Linked DNA regions of Oryctolagus cuniculus: region 2 is linked to region 1. Evidence: chromatin contacts called from public Micro-C data. All regions are on one chromosome and are shown on one strand. The core of a region is the stretch at or near the end of the contact, and the rest is flanking DNA. Distances in the headings are between cores, read along the strand shown. Region 1 holds the start of ALOXE3 (arachidonate epidermal lipoxygenase 3). Region 2 holds the start of RPL26 (ribosomal protein L26).

What was found. Hi-C and Micro-C count contacts between places; a contact is called where the count stands out from the background.
Region 2: a contact with region 1 is called in a Micro-C map of ear pinna, with 5 times the contacts expected there. The contact joins the promoter of RPL26 here to the promoter of ALOXE3 in region 1. A contact is called at or near these places in 2 of 6 Hi-C or Micro-C datasets (ear pinna and an unstated tissue).

Annotation. Positions count from the first base shown.
Region 1 is chr17:52,616,102-52,619,878 of mOryCun1.1, forward strand. It overlaps ALOXE3 (arachidonate epidermal lipoxygenase 3), which reads right to left and starts at 2,293. Exons shown (of 15, transcript XR_011383289.1): 1 at 2,006-2,293; 2 at 1,282-1,486; 3 at 200-281. TRNAK-UUU (transfer RNA lysine (anticodon UUU)) reads left to right here and starts at 3,247; the gene lies at 3,247-3,319.
Region 2 is chr17:52,827,436-52,831,489 of mOryCun1.1, forward strand. RPL26 (ribosomal protein L26) reads right to left here and starts at 1,936. Exons shown (of 4, transcript XM_002719000.5): 1 at 1,804-1,936; 2 at 919-1,091; 3 at 1-65. The coding sequence starts at 1,086.

The sequences.
Region 1 (3,777 bases), core at 1,043-3,542:
TCACGGAGGGTGCTGGGACAATTGTTGGCTGTGGTCTTCTGGGGCCAGACTAGGGGTCAGTCTTAGGGTTGGGGTGGGAGGGGGTAGAAGCCCAAGCCTGGAATTTTGACCCCAGCTGGGAACAACCTGACTGGGGCTGAGGTCAGAATACAGATGCGGGGGGGGGGGGGGGGGGGATGTCACAGCCGGCCGACCTCACCGGTAGCACTCTTGTCGCGCCCGGAGTTCCCGCTTCCGGTGATCCACAAGGAGGGGAAGGGAGTCCTGACTGATGGTTCTTGCTGTGGGGAAGGAGAGGACAGCGCTGGTCAGACGGCTCCACCTCCGCCACCCTGCCCAAGTCCCTAACCCCTGCCTGCAGTCCCACCACGGCCAGGGCAAGCACACGGGGACCGTGGCCCTGTGCAGTGGTCAGTGGAAGGAGCTCTGCTTGCCCGCAAACCACACCCATCTCCTGCCTGACCAGGACCTGCAGGGTACAAACCATGCTGCTCCCAGCAGCCTGGCACCAAGACAGGCGGATGAACAAGTACATTTTGTGAAGCTGTGGGTAGACGCCCCAGGGTCACAGCTCGCTCTAGGGACAGCTCGCTATTGGCGTTAGGGGAAGGTTCCTGCGCCTCGACCTAGTGTTCTGTCCTCATTGCCAATAATGCTCAGAGCAGGCAGCTCCGGAAGCTGAAGGGGCTTGACCCAGCCGCTCCCTAAATTCAACACCCCTTCACAGGGGCTTCACGCGCCCTAGAGAAGCCACAGTAGGGGACGGGGCTTCTCCAGGGAAATTCCCCAACCTGGTGGCTTCTCCCCAGGAGAGACTCAAGCACTTCAGCTTGTAGGGGAGTTTGTCTCTGCATCTAGAGGCATTTTCTTTGGGGAAAGCAAAGAGCCGCCCAAAGTGTGTGGGAAAATGAAATTCTGAGAGATGGTTATTCTGGTGCAAAAAAGTCTGAAATGCATTCATACCTTTTCACAATAGGGCGCTTTTTCATGAATTTTTGGAAGACCACTTATATGTACAGATTTGGAAAATTTTCACATCAAAAATTCTTTCTTAATTTCACTTTTCCACGAACTTTTCGAAGTACCCTCTTATGTCTGTACAAGCGCATGTGTCCCAGAGGAGTAAAATTGTCCCCCAACCCCCACATTTCAGGGTTTTAGAAATTCACTTTTTTTTTTTTAAAGAAAGCATTTACTTGGGAGCCCAGAGTTCCTCACCTCAACCCCAGGTCCTACACCCCAGGCTCGGTGAGACCCCATCCAGCCTCAGCCGTGGCCCACCTGTTCCGGGCCGCAGCTCCACGGTGCAGTAGCCCTCGATCCACTGATAACAGGGGAAGTGGGAGACGGCTCCGTCGGGGGCAGTGACACTGATGCGGCTGCAGTACCACGAGTCCTTGCGGAAGAACGCGTAGCGCTCCTTGTGTAGACGCAGCAGCAAGAGCTCGCCCAGCTCCGCCTCGCAGTGCACCTTGTACTTCTGCACCTGGGGCGCGAGGGAGTGAGCGGCAGGGAATTACCAAGACACCTGGCAAGAGTCGGGTCTACACCCTCAGCTGATCCAGAGCAACCTCAGCTGCCACTAGCCACCCCTACGAGAGGCTTCTAATCCATTCAGATTAGAAAAAGGAGAGTCGCTCCCCCAGGCAGAAGCACGCTCGGGGCAGGTGCGGGCGAGCTGGAGAGTGTGGCTCCCTCGTGCAGCCCGCCAGCAAACCATCCCGGGGGCCGGCGAGAGCCCTCCAGGGAGAAGAGGAAGTGTAGGCTAACAGCAGAAATGACCTGCCCGGTGCCCACCACCAGCCTATGGGAGCTAGGGAGGTAGAGAGCTAGCTCCCGGCTCTGCATTCCAGAAAAGACAGGGGCCACCATAGGAATAGTGACCGGGTCAGGGCCGGGAGGAACGCGCCTCCACACCTTCTTCGGGGTCCCCCCTGAGTCCTGCCCCTCCAGGACCGTCGTGGGGGCCCTCCTGGGGGGCCCTTCCCTCCTCCGCCGTACTCACCGAGCCCGGGGCAAAGTCCCTGCCTATCCGGTCCAGCCGCTCCTTGGGGCTCTCCCCACACGTGCCCACCAGGGTGACGGAGATGTTGTCCATGGTGCCGGCCATCAGGTAGGGACCAGTGGTCACACGAAGGCGGTACACAGCCATGATGGGAAGGAAGGAGGGAAGTCCCGCAGCCTGCCTGGAGGAGGCGAGCGGCAGCCGGGCTGGGCTGGGGTCCTGGGGACAGGAGGACCCAGCTCTCTCTGGGACACTCCTGAGCTCTCGCCGAAGCTCTCAGGTGGCCGCTCGGGCTCGTTCTCTCCGCCCACACTCTTCCTTCCACCCTAATACTTGTTTGCTTGCCAGTCCCTCTGGCTGGCTCGCCCAGATGGAGATCAGGAGCCTGGGTCCCCTGGGGAGGGAGGGAGGGACCAGAGGCTGAGAGCTACAGGGAGGAGGCGCGACACCTGTGTGATTGGGACACTGACCTCTCTGCCTGGCCAGGGGCCCACCGCTCAGCTTCCTCCAGAGACCCTTTCTTCCTTTCCCTCCCCCCAGCTAGAAGTGAGCACGGGGCACCTGAATTCCTGCGTGTGAATCACCCGTGAATCACTGAACACAGGCGAGCGAGACTCGGCCACGAATCTCACATGACTGCAGCCACTCGCGAGTGAGTCGCGCTCTTACTCCTCCCACGCACACACACACAGCAGGGGGTGCCCCGCACGCCGTCTCACGCACCCCGCCCCTCACTCCCGGGACCCCGCTGTCCCAGCCTTCGGCACGCGCGACCTCAGTCGCTGCGCTGGGCCAGGGCGGGTCGCGGGGACCCAGCGGAGCCCGGCCGCACGGGGTCTGGAGGCCCCGCGTGGCATTCTTTCCGCTCCAGGGCGCCCTCGGCCTGCAGGACAGTGGGCGGGCGCCCGAGGGCCCAGGGCGTCCGGGATCTGGGTCGCACGCGACGGGGAGGAATCTTGGCCGCGAGGGCGGCCCGTAGTCCGCAGCGGCCCCGCGCGGCCAGTCCCGGCACCGCAGCGTTCCCGCTCCGCGCCGTTCCCGCCCCGGCTCCCCCGCCTCAGCGTGGGCGCCGAGGAAGCGGGCAGAGAAAGCGCAGCCAGTGGTGCCGGGCCTCGCTCGCGTCCTCCGAGTCGGTGCCCGAGTCGTGTGAATAGAAAGAACCGGCTCCCTGCTCGGCTTGTGGGCCGGGATTGACGGCTGTATGAACCTCTTCTAGGTAGGAGAAGACAGCCCGAGTAAGGGCCCGGATAGCTCAGTCGGTAGAGCATCAGACTTTTAATCTGAGGGTCCAGGGTTCAAGTCCCTGTTCGGGCGTCTGATTTTTCTCACTGCGGGAGACTTGTTTTCTTTAGGCGTGCAATGAAATACTGTACATTTTCAAATGAGGCACGGGGAAACAGCCAGAAAGATAAAACTACGTGCCTTCATAAGGACCAGAGGGTGTCGTGTGCCAGTGTTTTAGAACGCGGCACCTGCGAGGCACGGATGGGAATGTACATTTTGCAGGAATTACATAATAAAAGATAAAAAAGAAACGGCAAAAAACAGCATAATCATGTACTTTACTTAGTGTTGCAAAATCTTACTGTAACATGGAATCAGTACTTTGCAATTAGTGGAATTTTGTCTTTTTTGGCATGCAATCTTCTAACCACGACGTGTATTTAGACAATATATAGTAATTTAAATGCTCCGACAACGGGTTGGGGTTAGTTGGCTTTTTAACTATACTGGGAGGGGGGAAATGGAAAATAGGAATTCCAGTAATGTGT
Region 2 (4,054 bases), core at 686-3,185, 210 kb after region 1:
TATTTCTTCCTGTAAACCTGGACTACTTTGCCAATTTGCTGACCCTTGTAGTGTCCTCGCACAACCTGAAATTCAAAAATAGCAGGAATAAGCAGATAAAAACAAGATCATCATTACAAGGGAAATAGTGAATTAAATCTCTAAGAGCTTTCAATTTTGAACGACTTAATGACATTAAGATTCTAGCTCCCTGGTTTTAGCTAAACCATGCCCCCAGGTGTCTACAGAGAGGGACAGTGCATCCCTACAGCTGACAGCTACCAGCAGGGGGAGGCTTATTTAAAGGATGAAAAGAAGCCACCACTTTGGGTTTCTGTAGGAAGTTAACAAGGACCTTGTTATTTTGTCTCAAAAGCAGAACTGGCCTCAAGTCTAATTCACAACCTAGTTAAGTGCCCACTTCAATGCCAGGCAAGAGTGGACTCCAACAAACACACAAGTGAACAAACCAATTCTTTCGCAAAGGTGAGCAGTTTGCTATCCAGGAGTCCTAGCCATCACTCGGCTTGTTAGAACCAACCCAAAGTGCTTCTGAACACGTTTCCTTCCAGTTCCTGACCTCCTTATATTGCTACATCCTGAAAACAAAACACTCAATTGCTTCCAAGGTCTACTGGAGATGTGAGTAGCTGTGACAAATCTTTAATGGAACTATGGTGTTCCATTAAAGAGATTCTGAGTCTAGATTCTTAGCAACTTTTCGGGCCCTCAAATGCCTTTACAATGATCCAACATACTGAGAAAAGGCTAATTCCCAAGGAACCTTCTGCTGGTGCGTTTGGATAATTTGCCTCTTTTATTATGACTGGAGCTGATGCTTGAGAAAACGGATTTTCACCCAATAAAAAGGGAACTGAAAAGCAACGTGTTTTTGGCTCGACTCATCCTGAAATCCGCCCGGACAGCAGGAATACATACTTGCACTTCATCATCCTTTCGGATAGGCATGGATCGCACGTTGTACTTCTGTCTCAGCTCTTTGGAAAGGGGAGAAGACATAATCTTCCGGCGAATGTGGGAAGGGGCATTGAAATGCCTTTTCCGGTTCTTGCTCCGATCAGAAGTCACAAAGGGATTGAACTTCATTTTGGCTGTGTGAAGAATTAAGAACCTCCAATGACTAAAACCTCACACGCTTCCCAAACAGCAGCAACAACTTCCCCCTAAAAACTCAGACCACAGACATCAGTTACACCAGAGAGCTGAACGGCCGGTCGACTAAAGGCTCAATAGAAACAACGCTCCACTGGGGTATTTTCTATATGTCCCTGGGGGAGAGAGAGCGCCCCATTAACACAGCTGCTTTAATCACTAAACTTTCTGTCTACATCCCCCCAAACTCTTTATATTAGATGACCGACAACTCCATTTTTCAACTGTAACATCAGGTTTTGGAAGGACCAAAGTTCACCTTCGAGAGACTTGAGTGTGAACACCTGGCGCCCCCCAAATCACCCTGCCCCCACCTGGAAATCCTGCACAGATCGCAGGTCCCAAAGACCCTCCTAGAGGCGAGCGCGGCCTGCGGTTGTGCGTGGACTTCACTGCCAACAGTTATCTAGGAAACTTCAATTCCTAGACTTCCTCCGCTCCTGCTCCGCTTTCCGAGTCCCCAAATCCCCTGTCCCCCTCCCCTTCGCCTTCTGTGGTCCCTGAGCTAAGCATCAAACAGAAGCCACCCCAAACCCCCTCCCTGGCTGCTGTGCGGCTGGTGGGAGAGTCTCGGGGCCCCCGAATCCGAGAGCCAACGCGCCCACGAACGGATGAGCGTGGATTGCAATCGCCTCCCAGGGAAACCCTCACCAGCTGCCGCTCCGGCGATGGCCACCAAAGGGAAAAGGTTTACACGATACTTCCGGTTCTGTAAGTTTCCGAGCGATCTCGCGAGATTGATGTCTCGGCGAGAGAGGGGCGCGGAGTCGAAAGAAAACTGGGAGAAGTGGATGTCTAGTGTCACCTAGCGGCTCGGAGGGAAACTGCAAGGGACTGTGAAACCCTCCTCCAGGTCTCCCTTCCAAGGCCGGGTTGCTGTTGACTTCCGGGGCGAGTGACGAAGGAGCGGGCGGCCCCAGGGGACCCCGTCCCTGCACTCCTGGTTGCACGGCGGCTGGCGCCCTCTTAGCCTGGCAAGGACAGGCCTTACCTCTGGCCACCAGGTGACGCTGGGACCCCGGCCGACCGGTCACCTGGGCTCCCTGGTCCCCGCCCAGGCCAATGACGTGGGTGTGTAAACGTGCAGGTCCTTTAGTTAGCTCCAGCCGGGCGCCCCGCCGCCCCCACGCCCAAGGCTGGAGCCCCTGATCGCCCCCAGCCCACTTCGTAGAAGCGGGTCTGAAGCAGCGTTGCTGTCCCACTCCTGGGTGATGCCGAGAGTGGCGGCGCTGACTTGGGAGGAGCCGGACGGCCCCTGTCCGGACGTTCTGCCCCTCGTGGTTCAGCTCCGGATCTGTGGGAGGCGGGGAAGGGGTGCGCCCCCGCGCACAGGGACGCTGCGGTGGGCTGCAGTAGGGCGAGCCGGCGGCGTCGCGGCTAGGGCGTGGTTTCTCTGGAATGAATGGTGTCCTAATGACAGAAGACACACGTTTCGTAATAGGGCACCGAGACGCAATGAGCTAGCCGAGTGCTAGGGACACCCTTCTGTGTGTTTTACATCATCCACTCCTAGGATTCCCAAAATAGCCCTATTGATGCTGCTATTATTGTCCTCATGTTACACCTGGAGCTGCTGAGTCACCGAGAGGTGTGACACTTGTGCAAGGTCGCAGGGCGCCTGTGCAGGGTGGCTCCCCAGCCCCTTCCGGCAACTCCCTCTATGGCCCCACATCGTAGGAGCCCACTGGGTTAAGTCAAAGAAACAGTATCCTTGAGGGCCCAGAGTCCTGTCTGTGGAGAATAGGAATTTTGATGATTTACAAACATTTGGTGGGGCTGTTACTGTGGCGTAGTGGGTTAAGCCACTGTCTCCAGCGCTGGCATCCCATATGGGTGCTGGTTCATGTCCCGGCAGCTCCACTTCCGATCCAGCTCCCTGCTAACATGCTTGGGAAAGCAGTGGAAGATGGCCCAAGTGCTTGGACTCCTGCACCGATGTGGGAGACCCCGAAGAAGCTCTTGGTTCCTGGCTCCTGGCTTCAGCCTAGCCCAGCCCCAGCTGTTGCAGCCATTTGGGGAGTGAACCAGCAGATGGAAGAAGCTCCTGGCTTCGGATCAGCCCCTCACCAGCCATTGCAGCACCTGGGGAGTGAACCAACTGATGGAAGATCTCTCTCTGTGTCTCACTCCCTCTGTAACACTACCTTTCAGGTAAATAAGTAAATCTTTTTTTAAAAAAGTTATTTTTGAAAAAAGATTTATTTTATTTATCTGGAAGGTAGAGTTACAGAGAGAGAGGGAGACACAGAACAATCTTCCATCCACTGGTTCACCCCATAGGTGAACAGCTGGGGCTGGGCCAGGCTGAAGCCAGGACCCAGGAACTTCCTCCAGATCTCCCACGTGGGTGCAGGGGCCCAAGCACTTGTGCCATCTTCCGCTGCTTTCCCAAGCACATTAGCAGGGAGCTGGGTCAGAAGTGGAGCATCCAGGACTTGAATCAGCACCCATATTGGATGAGACCTCAGCATTGCAGGTGGCAGCTTAACCCAGCTACACCACAACCCTGCCCCAGTTGTGATCTTAAATATACTGGGAACCAAATAGTCTCAGATATTATTCATCATTGAAAAATTCAGTGAGAACTAATCTGCTGCAATGTTTCCCACAAATATTTGTGGAGCATCTTCCACTAGACAGCAGCTACCAGAGAAGTCACAGTTTGTGTTTGTAGGAAATGCATTGTCTAAGAGTAGGGAGAAAGGCGACAGAATCTACAAGGGCTGGTGTTTTGACAAAGTGGATTAAGCCACTGCGTGCAGTGCCGGCATCCCATATACGTGCTGGTTCATGTCTCAGCTGCTCCACTTCTGATCTAGTTCCCTGCTAATGCACCTGAGAAAACAGCAGAAATTGACCCAAATGCTTGGGTCCCTACCACCCACGCGGGAGACTCAGATGA